Linked DNA regions of Mus musculus: region 1 is linked to region 2. Evidence: chromatin contacts called from public HiChIP or PLAC-seq data. All regions are on one chromosome and are shown on one strand. The core of a region is the stretch at or near the end of the contact, and the rest is flanking DNA. Distances in the headings are between cores, read along the strand shown. Region 1 holds the start of Tgfb1 (transforming growth factor, beta 1). Region 2 holds the start of Axl (AXL receptor tyrosine kinase).

What was found. HiChIP or PLAC-seq counts read pairs in DNA pulled down with a chosen protein or histone mark.
Region 1: an H3K4me3 HiChIP or PLAC-seq map of embryonic stem cells shows a contact between it and region 2, with 30 read pairs. The contact joins the promoter of Tgfb1 here to the promoter of Axl in region 2. A contact is called at or near these places in 2 of 39 promoter capture datasets (cranial neural crest and embryonic stem cells), 1 of 15 datasets of contacts at CTCF or cohesin (CD8 T cells), 3 of 484 Hi-C or Micro-C datasets (embryonic stem cells, nephron progenitors and regulatory T cells), 9 of 115 datasets of contacts at active chromatin or transcription factors (CD8 T cells, bone marrow-derived macrophages, effector CD8 T cells and 4 more) and 2 of 9 other capture datasets (adipose tissue and liver).

The regions. Positions count from the first base shown.
Region 1 is chr7:25,683,919-25,690,070 of GRCm38.p6, reverse strand. Tgfb1 (transforming growth factor, beta 1) reads right to left here and starts at 3,069. Exons shown (of 7, transcript NM_011577.2): 1 at 1,848-3,069. The coding sequence starts at 2,202. B9d2 (B9 protein domain 2) reads right to left here. Exons shown (of 4, transcript NM_001362154.1): 4 at 3,509-4,090. The coding sequence ends at 3,777.
Region 2 is chr7:25,786,381-25,792,262 of GRCm38.p6, reverse strand. Axl (AXL receptor tyrosine kinase) reads left to right here and starts at 3,530. Exons shown (of 20, transcript NM_009465.4): 1 at 3,530-3,848; 2 at 4,747-4,972; 3 at 5,276-5,376. The coding sequence starts at 3,785. It also overlaps the pseudogene Gm29763.

The sequences.
Region 1 (6,152 bases), core at 1,820-4,319, 100 kb after region 2:
GGCTTCCTAGCCTAAAGGATGTCTGCACTGGGGAACGAAGGGGCAAAATCCCGAAATTCTGCGTCTGCTGGGGCTTCTGGCTTCTTGTAGTGGGGATGAGATGGTGATCCCAGACGTCGATGAAGGACAGAGGGCCTCTATTCTTGGTTCGGTTGTTACTCAGCAAACCACAATGGAGGGATGGGATCTCAGCTGGGGGTAGCCGATAGGGGAGAGATAGGAGGGCAGGAAGGATTGTGGGTGTCGCAGAGGGAAATGGGGTGACATAGAGATGAATAGGTATGTGGGAGAGGAGACGGAAATGAGAGGCACATGCCGGAAGAGATATATGCGTAAGAAATACAGTCTCAGGAGAGTAAAGGACTTCTCCAACGAAGAGGTCACATTAAGTCGTGGCTAGGGAGGGGTGTCATTAGGCCTGAGCCACAATTGGGTCCAGCAATGTGCAAATAATCCTTAAGTCCACCTCTGGGGTTAGGAAGGTGAAACCTGGAGAAGCTACTGACACCTAAAGTTCCCCGGTCACACACGACGCTTGGGTCCCGCGTGGGCGCCTACAGGGCGGGGCCGTGAGTTTCCCCGCCCACTACTGGGGTGAGGAGGGCGGGAGACTAACAGCCTAGGGAGGGCGGGATCCGGACCTGCCTCGTCTCGCCCCAGGCTCCGCGCGCGATCTCTGTCTCCCCTCCTCCCGGGCACGGGAAGGAAAGGGAAGGGAGGAGGGCGTGGCGACCGGACGCTGGGTTTTCCCCAGCCTCCGGTAGGAGGAACTGGGACCTTGGGGTTACAGCCTGTCAGCGTTCAGTTCCGTGGGGTCCTCTTACCCCCCCAAGAAGCGCAAGCTCCTCCCCACGCGCGTGGCACCCACGTGGGGGCTTCCTCATCCTTACCGATTCGGTTTTTTCATTTGAGTTTTGAAGACTGCCTCTCCCCTACTTCTAGCTGCTCCTCTAGGGCTCGACTCCAGAGGCTCAGCCACTCCCTTCCACGCCCAGGAGAGGGGCGCTCGCCACTCACTCCTGGATGGCATGGTATCCCTGCTCCGTCTGCCTGGCTGCCGCGGGGGGCCACCTTCCTAAGCCAGTCTCCCCTTTTTATGACTCCTTCCCAATGACCCAGTATTCTAGATTTCTTGAGGACTCGCTCGCTTCCTTCACTGGGCTCCGCCTGCCGGCTCGCGCGCTCTTTTACGCCCCCAAGCAAAACACTCGTGACACCTCCGGGCTCATTTTCCGCACCCTCTCTGCTCCTCTCTAGAGTCCTTCTCCCAACAACGTCGCTTTCCTTTTTCACTTGTAACCCCGTAGTGACTCCACAGATCACACTCTCTAGCGTGCGCCTGTCGCTTTCTGAGAGTAAGCCCACTAGAGATTTTATTTGGCAGTTCTAGGGTACCCATCCCCTAGGTTTTCTCTCCATCTCACGACCCGGTCTGGGGTCGGCTTTCCACATTGCATCTCCATTCCGAAATGTTGGACACCTTCCATTCTCTTGAGCTGGGTTCTACCTTTCTGGAAAGAGACCACCCAGCGAGCCCTGCATTTTTAGGCACCATTAGGGGAACTTAAAACAAAACCTGCCAAATGCTCCTCTTCTAGAGGGGACTCTCCCCACGACCTTGCTTTTCTAGGAGAGGATCACTTTGGCAGGCTGTCTATTCCTCTCAAAGACACCTGGGGTACGGGAAAGTGCCAGCCTCTTTGGGACACCCACACAGTTGTCCCGGTGCCCCCAGGGCTCCCCTTCCTCCAGCCAGTTTCCTCTGAGGGTAATTTCCTCCCGGTGACCCCTGCACTCCGGCGCCCCCTGGGGGCTCCCTCCTGGCTCCCCGGCCCCTCGGAGCTCACCGTTGTTGCGGTCCACCATTAGCACGCGGGTGACCTCTTTAGCATAGTAGTCCGCTTCGGGCTCCGGCTCTGGGTCGGCGCTCTCGCCTGCCACCCGGTCGCGGGTGCTGTTGTACAAAGCGAGCACCGCCTCGGGCAGCGGGCCGGGCGGTACCTCCCCCTGGCTTGGGGGACTGGCGAGCCTTAGTTTGGACAGGATCTGGCCACGGATGGCTTCGATGCGCTTCCGTTTCACCAGCTCCATGTCGATGGTCTTGCAGGTGGAGAGTCCCGCGGCTGGCCTCCCGGGCGTCAGCACTAGAAGCCACGGGAGTGGGAGCAGAAGCGGCAGTAGCCGCAGCCCCGAGGGCGGCATGGGGGAGGCGGCGCCCCACGGCACTTCGGAGAGCGGGAACCCTCGGCAAAGGTGGGATGCGGAGGCCCCGCCCCTGCAGGGCTTGTGGGGTGGGGTCTCCCAAGGAAAGGTAGGTGATAGTCCTGAATAATTTGAGGTTGAGGGAGAAAGCAGCAGGAGTCGCGGTGAGGCTCTGACACCAAGGTGTCTCAGTATACCACCAGGGTAAAAATCGAGATGAGCGCTCTCTGAGATCCAAAAGTGGGTGTTCTTAAATAGGGGAGCTACTGCCAGCAGGTCCGAGGGAGATCTGCCTCTCGGGGGAGAGAGGGTCCTGGGATGCGAGGGACTCAAGAGGCAGGCTGGGGGGAGGGCGGCGTGCAAGGGGTGCGCCCCAGCTTTGGGGTGAAGTCTTCGCGGGAGGCGGGGTTTGTGGCTCCCGAGGGCTGGTCCGGAATAGGGGCGTCTGAGGAACGCCGGGTAGCGATCGAGTGTCCACGACGGTGAGCAGGGCTGTCTGGAGTCCTCAGGTCCTGCCTCCTTGCGAGACAGCGCAGTGCCAAGAAGTCCCCACGTCTCTGACTTGCAGTAGCAGCGGAAAAGTCTCAAAACTTTTTTCCTCTTCTCTCAACCAGCTCGTCCCTCCTCCCACTCCTCCTCCCCCTCCTCCCTGCGGCGGCGGCTGGTCTCAGACTCTGGGGCCTCGGACGGCTCCTCGGCTGCTCCTTTGCCGGCTCCCAGCGGAGGCCGACTCCGAGTGCGGCTCAGAGCCGGGGGTGCCCCGAAGGGGCGTCCCCCCTGCCCCGGCCGGGGGCCTGGCTGTCTGGAGGATCCGCGGCGGGAGGAGGAGGGGGACGGCCTGGGGCGCGAAGGGCGGCGGCGGCGGCGGGACCGGCTGGGGCGGCGGGGGTTTTGAAGCCGCCCCGGCCCCACCCAGGAAGCGCGCGCGGGGCGGGGGCAGCCCCAGGGGGAGGGCATGGGGGGGCACTGTCTTCATCTTAGCGTGGGCGGGCTCCAAGGGGGGTCCCTTCAGCCCTGCGGGGAGGGGGCGGGCACCCCGGCCTCGCCCCACCTCCAGGGTGCTGCCTCCTGGCGGCGGAGCACTACTAAAGCCGGTGACCAACCAAAGCGCCCCGGTGGATTTGGGAGTTGTTGAAGGGTCAAAGGAAAAATTGGGACTTCGTGAGAAAACAGAGTCCTGTATTAGAAGTGGGGACCTAGGCGGTGGAGAGCGAAAGGCAGGGGCAGACTTTGCGGATGAGAGTGTCAAGGAGAGTGAAATAAGGAGACCGACGTCTGAGAGCTTTAGCGGATACAAGGAGGCACCTTACCCATGAGAAATACACGCTTTTATTAAGTGCCCCCGACAGTCCAAACAGTGGGCCCTGCTCATGTCCCTCCAACCCACAGCCCTTTCTACCCCGTAGTTCAGTGGAGCATGGGCCACAGGGGAGTTCCTGGCCTTGCAGTCCATGGCATAGGGGCCATGACTTGGGGGTGATCAGGACTGACAGTCTCCAGAGTCCACGTGCCTGCTTCACTGCTGTGCCATTATGTGCTCAGTGGATGATGGCGATTAGTAGCAATGAAGTCCCTCAACACTCCACTCCATAGCGATCGAAGTGGCGCAGCAGCAGGCCGATACCAAGGTGCACTGTGCCACCCGCGGCCGTGTGCAGGCGGTAGCGGTCAGCCCCGCTGTAGATGGTATCTGCGTGCAGCAGCTGTGGCCCACCACCCACGAAAGCCCGTGCTAGCTGCTCCCTCCAACTGCCCAGGGGCCTCCATGTAGGGCAGTCCAGCTGATGAGTGCCTGGGCTGCTAGGCACATGGCAAAAGCCATAGCCAGCAAGCTGGCAGCGGCCAAAGCTGTCCTGGGACCACACCTGGAGATGGAGTCGAGGCCAACCTGCGGGAGGAGAGGCGTTAGAGAAAAGGACAAAGGGGCAGAACCCTGCTCCCGGGTTCCCAGCATTGAAACCACTGGAGACCTCGCACAGTACTTTTACCTTGGATTATTGCCTGAATTTCCTCTCTGGGTTCTCATCTCCCACTCACTCCACATAGTAGTCACAGGAATCTAGAGCAATCCACATTACCCTCTTGCTCAAAACCCTCCCATGACTCCCCTGGGCCACAGAACAAAGTCCAACCTCTCAAGTCAAGTCTGGCCTCGTCTGACCTCCCTTTGTGGTCTCTTCACTCTCCCAGGCCCCCAGGTCAGCACCTCAGCTTAGACCCCTTCCGCCCTCCTCCTCATGGACTTGCTTTGCTCTCACGCACCTGACTCAGATTTCCTTTCTTCCCCAGTGGAGCCATCTCTCCCCTTCGTTAGGTTTCTAGTGGCCTCAATGCACAGCTGAGTGTCCCAGCCTGACAGTCCAATGCTTGGAGATGCAGCCCAGCCCCCCCCCCCCCCAACCCTAAGCCCTCCCCTGGCAGGCCCTGTTCTCCAGGCTGGGGACACAGCAATGAACACAGCAGACAAAAATTCCTGCCCCGTGAAGCTGACATCCTAGACAACCAACATAGTAAATAAGTAAATTATAGGGTATGTCATATGGTGATAACCGCTCTGGGGAAAAACAACAGCCAGAAAGGGAGGGGTGGAGATGTAGTTTGGAAAATTGGGGAGCAGCTGAAGGAAGCTTTCCTAAAGAAGGTGACATTTGGGGCTGAACACTGCAGTGTACAGCTGGAATGCCAGCACTTGGGAGGTAGAGGCAAGAGGATCCCCAGAAGTTCAAGGCTAGCCTGGGCTACACAATGAGTTCTAGGACAACCAGGGCTACATATCTGAAGGGTGACATTTTGGCACACACTTGGGCTGCTGAGGCCCCAGGCTAGGCTGGACTATGTTCTGAGACTCTATCTCAAAAAGCAAACAAGCCAACCAGGATGCAACATAAATGCTTAAAGAAGTGGGCTCTCTAGGCACCTAGGGGAATGACAGATCCAGTCAGTGCAAAAGTTCCGAAGTAGGAGCTAGCCTGGTGGGGCCAATGAGGCTAGAACGGGGAGTCGTGGGGAACAAAGGACAGAGGTGACAGCCAGATTCCATAGGCCTGTGACGCCAGAGAAGGCTCCGGCTTTTCTCTTGAGCGATAGGAGGCCTGCAGGCAGGTTCCATACAGAGGAAGAACATGCTGTATTTAGGTCCTCCCAGGGTCCAGTCCAGTATCCAACCCTGAGAGCACAGTGAAGACAGAAAGAAAGAATGGTCCCAGAAGGCTGGGCGTGGTGGCACACGCCTTTTATCCCAGCACTTGGGAGGCAGAGGCAGGCAGATTTCTGAGTTTGAGGCCAGCCTGGTCTATAGAGTGAGTTCCAGGACAGCCAGGGCTATACAGAGAAACCCTGTCTTGAAAAACAAAACAAAACAAAACAAAACAAAAAACAAAAAATGGTCCCGGAAAGAGAAGATGGACAGAGAAGGCTGGGTGGGATGGGGTGAGAAACAAAAGTGGGTTTCAGAGCCGCCAGGGTTTGTTGGTGAGCTGAGAGACTAAGAAGGAAGCAAACAGGGAGGAAGACAGCTAAGGCCAGGACTGAGGAAAACTTCCAACGTATCACCCTCACAAACTAGTACAATTGTTCAGAAGGAGAATCTGATCCATCCATTTCTTCTTGGGCTCCCCAGAGCCTTCGAGAATCAGTCTTAGTGCCTTTGCAGGCGAGGCCTTACATTCTGTCCCTGCCGCCTCATCCCCCACTGTCCTTCTCACCCACAGACAGCGAATACCCAGGACACACCTCCCCATTTCTACCTGGCTCCAGCTCTCTGACTCCACCCTCTGTCTTTGTCCTTGGGCCTAGTTAGCTTCTCTTGGCCCTTTACAGCAGAACTCTAACTGCTCTGCCCTATAAGGCCATGGGACCAATCAGAGATGACTTCTGTGTTTCCAGGGCCTCTGTGCTGGCCACATTTGGAAACAGGTCTATCTTCTACCTATAATGGAACCCTTGATGAC
Region 2 (5,882 bases), core at 2,281-4,780:
AAAGATTTTGTAGAAGACGATACCTCACATGGTTAACTGAAGAATAATGATTGCTGTCTTGGAAGATGTGTATAATAATGTGGTCCATACCCAGGAACTGTAAATTTTAAAACTAAGTATTTGGTTATTATTGAGTTTTTGGATTTAGAGTACACAGTCCTTTTATACTTGTCTTTGTATTTTATAAGCTCCCCTGCAATGTTACATTTCTACATACAGGTGAGGAATTTTATTTCCTAAGCGGATTTTTGTAAAGTGTCCTCCTATTTTAAATCTTTTGAGATATTCCAAATATTCTTCCCAATTATTTTATAGCTTCTATTAAATAATTGGTTTGTGACTAACCTAGAGTAAATGTGGCCTTTGGTCTTTGTACTGGTTAGAAACATTAAATACATATTTTGCATTCTTAAAAAAGATTTTATTTATTTAATGTATGTAAGTGCACTGTAGCTGTCTTCAGACACGCCAGATCCCATTACAGATGGTTGTGAGCCACCATGTGGTTGCTGGGAATTGAACTCAGGACCTCTGGAAGAGCAGCCAGTGCTCTTAACTGCTGAGCCACCTCTCCAGCCTCCTTGGATCTACTTTTAACTTTGCTGCGCTGTTACCTTCTGTAGGGCCCATTGGTCTCTGATGCCCAAGGTGTTTCTGAGCAGCCTTTCCGGCGGCCGCTTTCCCTACATTTCAGATGATGTTCCCTCTGCAGCTCTAAATCTGATCCATCTCTCTCCACGCTCCCCCCAACCCCGTGATTCACAGTGATCCTGAAAGTCTGCGTTTCCTCCTTTCCCCTGTGTCCTAGCCCCACCAACTCTAAGGGTCCCACCCTGCCTCCCTTTGCCCAGCCATTAGTCACTGGCATCTTTATTGATCAATCAAAAACTAACTTTAGTGTTTGCACAAACAAGCACATTCCCTGTCAAATCAAAGCATTAGGCCCGATCTCCAACACCCACCAAACATCATGCATCCTCCACCCAAGTCTGCCGCAGCCAGCCCAAGTCTGTGGAGTCCCAACAAAAGCAGATCAACTATGCAACGTAAGGCAGACCAATACCTGAGTGCTGTTAGCAAAGAATCCTTCATCACGTGTCCCTTCACACACTTGCTTTAGCAGAACATCCTCTCTCCTGTGTGTGTCTCTCAGCGAAACATTCCTTCATGAGTCTACCTTAGCCTTTCACACCTATGTCTGCTTTAATGAAACGTCCCTTCATGTGTTTGCCCCAGCAAAATATCATCCAACCGACTTTCCAAAGAACCCTAAAGTTTCCACTTCACCCCAGAGATGCCTTTTTTTCTTCTTATCTACAGTATGGCAAGGCCTTTTCTAAGGGTTGCAGCAATATCTGCGATATCCCCCAGGCTGTCCTCCCAGCGTCCACCAGCAGAAAGGAGAGACAGGCAGGAAACAGAATTGTGCAATAACTCCATAATGACAATAAACGGGGCCTGCTGCCAATGAAAAGCACCGGGTAAGCTGGGTGTGGTGGTGCTTGCCTGTCACCCAGCACTCTCTGGAGGGCAAAGCACGTAGGACTGAGAGTTCAAGACCACCCTTGGTGATATAGTGAGACCATCTCAGAAAAAGGCGGTGCTGAGAGGGAGCCGTATATTGAAGGAGTAGAGCTAGGTTAGACAGGAGGGGGCTGGAAAGGATGCAAAAGAAAAGGGAGGAGAGGTGGGGCTGAGGGAGGTGTAGGAGCTTGGGACAAAGTGCCACAGAAAGCTGTTCCACAGCCTGTGAGGGAGCTGTTTCGGGTGAGAAAATGAAAACTGACCAGGGAGGTGAGGACACGCTCAGGTGGCAATGAGGGGTGCTTGTAAGAAGCCCGTGGCTTTATCCTAAAGGCTGAAGCAGAAGATGGGATACAGCTAGGTGGTATCGGAGAGGGAAGGAAGGGAGAAGGAAAGGATCAGATGGGATGTGGGATAAGAAACACCCTGTGGCTGCTAAAAGGGAAACGTGATGGAAGAAGCAATCGGGCCACTGAAGGAGCAAATTATAGCTGGGATCCAGGAGGGAAAGGGCAAGGCTAGACCAGGGTGAGACTCTAAAGAGGCAGCCACATAGGAGAGAGGTTTGTAAGGCTGAGCTCTCCCTGGGATTCCATGCAACCAATCCACACTGAGCGTTCAGGAGGACCCCAGGGCTCAGACTAGGTGGCAGGTTAGATGCCGGGGCTGCCACATCACTGAATCAAGATACAAACAGGATGGTGGTTATGGTTAGGACCGAGAGCGAGCAGCTGAGAGGCTTGGAGTTGATCATCAGAGAAGTGGGGAGTCTAGAGGACAGACATGGGGGGGAGGGCTGTCTCAGAAACATCCTCCTAGATCCCAACCAAGAGATGGATTGGAGGCAGGGGGATGGAAGGAGGAGTGGTGGATATGGAGAAGGGCAAAGGGAGAGAGAGAGAGAGAGATGCCAGGAGGTGACATGGGATTCTGTGGTGATCAAAAGCAGCTCAATGATTTGATCAAGAAGCAGCCTGACTAATGAAGAAGAGAACTGGGTACTAGGAGGCCATCTGAGCATGCCCTCTATGGCAAACACCTAGAGGCATAGAAGCAGACATGCAGCAGAGGCTTAATACTGGCTCCGGATCTGCCAGGGCTGGATACAAGAATCCTGAGGCAGAGGAACAACCAGCATGGGTAGCAAAAATCCCGGGCACCTCGTCATCTGGGCCACCCTGTGCAAGAAACTGCATGCACTTTGACCTAGATCATTCTCGCACTAGCCTGCTGCATTAGCAGGGGCTGTCCTCGTCCCCATCTTAAAGCTAGACACACTGAGGTACAGGAAGACAGGCATTTGCCCATTGCCCAAAGTCATGTGGCTGGGCTAGAGCTGGGGTTGTCACTTCAGTCTGCTGCCACCTCTGGATTCCTGTTTCTGTGTTCAAGTGGGCTTCGGTGGGTTTGAGTGTTGATGTGCCCTCAGTGAGTACCCTGATCCCCCATATGCCAGTCCCGCAGTGACCTTCCATTTGTAAGACTTCTCCCCAGGCAAGCTCCTGACCCGGCTCATCTGAGGGTATCTGTGGGCAGGCAGCATGCCATTGCATGTCTCTACCTGTCCCAGCTTCTGTGTCAATGCAGAGAGAGAGAGAGAGAGAGAGAGAGAGAGAGAGAGAGAGAGAGAGAGAGAGAGAGAGAGAGAGAGTCCTTGTTCAAGCTGCGAGTGTGAGGGGAATTGGAGGAGGCCTGGCAGGCTGGGCTGAGGGTGGGGGCCCAGAAAGGGGGGCTGGGGGGCGTCTTGGGCTGAGAGGAGTGGAAATTCTACAGGAATGTTTACCAGACCCTGAGAGTTCAGGGGGACACAGCGCCCATCCTCCTAACTCACCAGCCCAGGATCGGCCTCAGCCACCATGAGCCACCAAGGTCTCCTTCCTCCTCCCCAGCCTCTCTCCAAGGCGCCCAGGCTCCTTTAAGACAAGGCAGATCCCGTACTCTTCACTCCTAGTTAACCCCTCCAAGTCCCAGTGGCCCCAAGGCTGGGGCCCTAGTGGGCGGAGGCAGAGGGGGAGCCAGGGGCGGGGAAAGAAGTCTGGGAGTGAGAGAATGAGGCAGGGTAGCCGGGAAGGCGGCTAGCTGCGGAGGAGTTGAGCCAGCCGAGGGGCTCCCGCTGTGCCAGGCGGGCAGTGCCAAATCCCAGGAGCCCAGGGGTGGGGGGAGGGCCGGGGACAACCCGGCCCTGCCCCCTTTCCTAGCGAGGTGCCCATCAACTTCGGAAGAAAGTTTGGCATCAATCTGAGCTGTTGGTGTCTGGAGGATGGGCAGGGTCCCGCTGGCCTGGTGGTTGGCGCTGTGCTGCTGGGGGTGTGCAGCCCATAAGGGTGAGTGATGGGGTCTCACTGAGGCAGAGACGCCGGCTGATGCGATCCAGGGCAGGGGCAGTGAGGAGGTGGGGGCTGGCTGGCAGGTGTTATGGGTACTGGGCTGGCTTAGGGAGTTTCCTTGGGACGACAGAGTGCTGGCCTGGGCGCGCGCGGGGGGGGGGGCGGGGGGGGCGGCAGAAAGACACAGACTCAAAGAGCCTGGAGTTAGGGAAAGCAACTCAGAGAGGAATAGAAGGACAAGAAACAGTAACCGGGAGGACCAAAAGATGGACTGGGCAGAAAGACAGACAGGAGGAGTTGAGGGAGGGCTGGGGGGTTGAGGAATCTGTGTCCTGAGGAGAGGGACAGAGCTAGAGGGTCCAGATTACAGAAAGGGCTCTTTCCCCAACAAACACAGAGGAAGACTAGAGAAGGAGGGTTTGGGAGTCCTGGGCCCCCTTTGTCACTGCTGTCCCCCTCCACTTGTTCTTGCCCTGCTGGAGTGCTCTCTCTCTCTCTCTCTCTCTCTCTCTCTCTCTCTCTCCCCTCCCCTCCCCTCCCCTCCCCTCCCCTTTCCTTTCCTTCTCTGCTCCGTTTTCTTTTCCTCTATCTCCCAGTCCAGACTGTGAAGTCTCTAGAGACCAGAATGGCAAGGACCGGCCCTGCCAGGCAGTCCAGGGCGTGGGAGGCTGCCAGATCCCAGGCCTTCTTCCTAACAGACTGGACATGAGATGGAAGCCGGACCTCAATCCCCTGGGAAGACTCCTATCCTCTCCCATGCCTCCACCCCACCCCCCTCTGAGGTCACTCTACAACTATGTGGGGTCCTGGCAACCATGGGCAGATAGGGAAGGTGGACCAGAGGAGCAGCGAGCTGCGGGTTTCCTAACCATGCTCCTTACCATCTCCCTGACAGACACACAGACCGAGGCTGGCAGCCCGTTTGTGGGGAACCCAGGGAATATCACAGGTGCCAGAGGACTCACGGGGACACTTCGGTGTGAGCTCCAGGTTCAGGGGGAACCCCCTGAGGTGGTGTGGCTTCGAGATGGACAGATCCTAGAACTGGCTGATAACACCCAGACCCAGGTGCCTCTGGGCGAAGACTGGCAAGATGAATGGAAAGTTGTCAGTCAGCTCAGGTGTGGCACCTGTCACTGACCAGGGAGCTCCATACACACAGCCCTTCCGCACCAAGCCACTGGGCAGCCCCTCCACCTGGGTTGGGAATCTCCACCTGACCACTTACTGGGCACGTGGCTCTGAGCTTGTGATATGACCTCTGGGTTTCGTTTTCCTCTTCTGTAAAAATGAGTTAAAAATAGGACCTACTTCAGCCTCCTATAAGTTTCCTGTCCAGACCCCCTCCCTCTTTCAGTTCTGCTGACCACATCCCAGTGTCCAGCTCTGACCCCCAGCCTCTAAATCCCCCTCTTCCCTTCTAGAATCTCAGCCCTGCAACTTTCAGATGCAGGGGAGTACCAGTGTATGGTGCATCTAGAAGGACGGACCTTTGTGTCTCAGCCGGGCTTTGTAGGGCTGGAAGGTGAGTTCTCGGGTCAGAGCTTATGCGGGGATGACAGGTGAAGAACTCAGAGCTTTTCCCATTGGGACATAAAGTCCAGAGACTTAGGGAATCTTGGTAGTTGGGGAGGCATGGGAGGCCATACATTATGGGGGACAGGTCTATGTCCCAGAGGAGAGAGATTTGGGGAGCTTTTGGATGTCCTGGGGAATCAGATATGCTTGGAGTAGGACCTTCTAGTCTGGGAATCAGCTGCACACAAGTTAATTCTCCCATATTTCCAAGTACCTCACTCCTTCATTAGGAAAGGGATACGAGGAAAGCCAGGCATAGTGATGCACACATATAATTGCCACTTTCAAGAGACTGAGGCAGATGATCTGTAGTTTGAGGCTAGTCTGGGATACATAGAAAGACCCTCAAAAGGAGAAGACCCCGGCATGCTAACACACACCTTTAATCCCAGCACCAAGGAGACAGAGACAGGAGGATCTCTGTGAGTTCAAGGCCAGCCTGGTCTACATAGT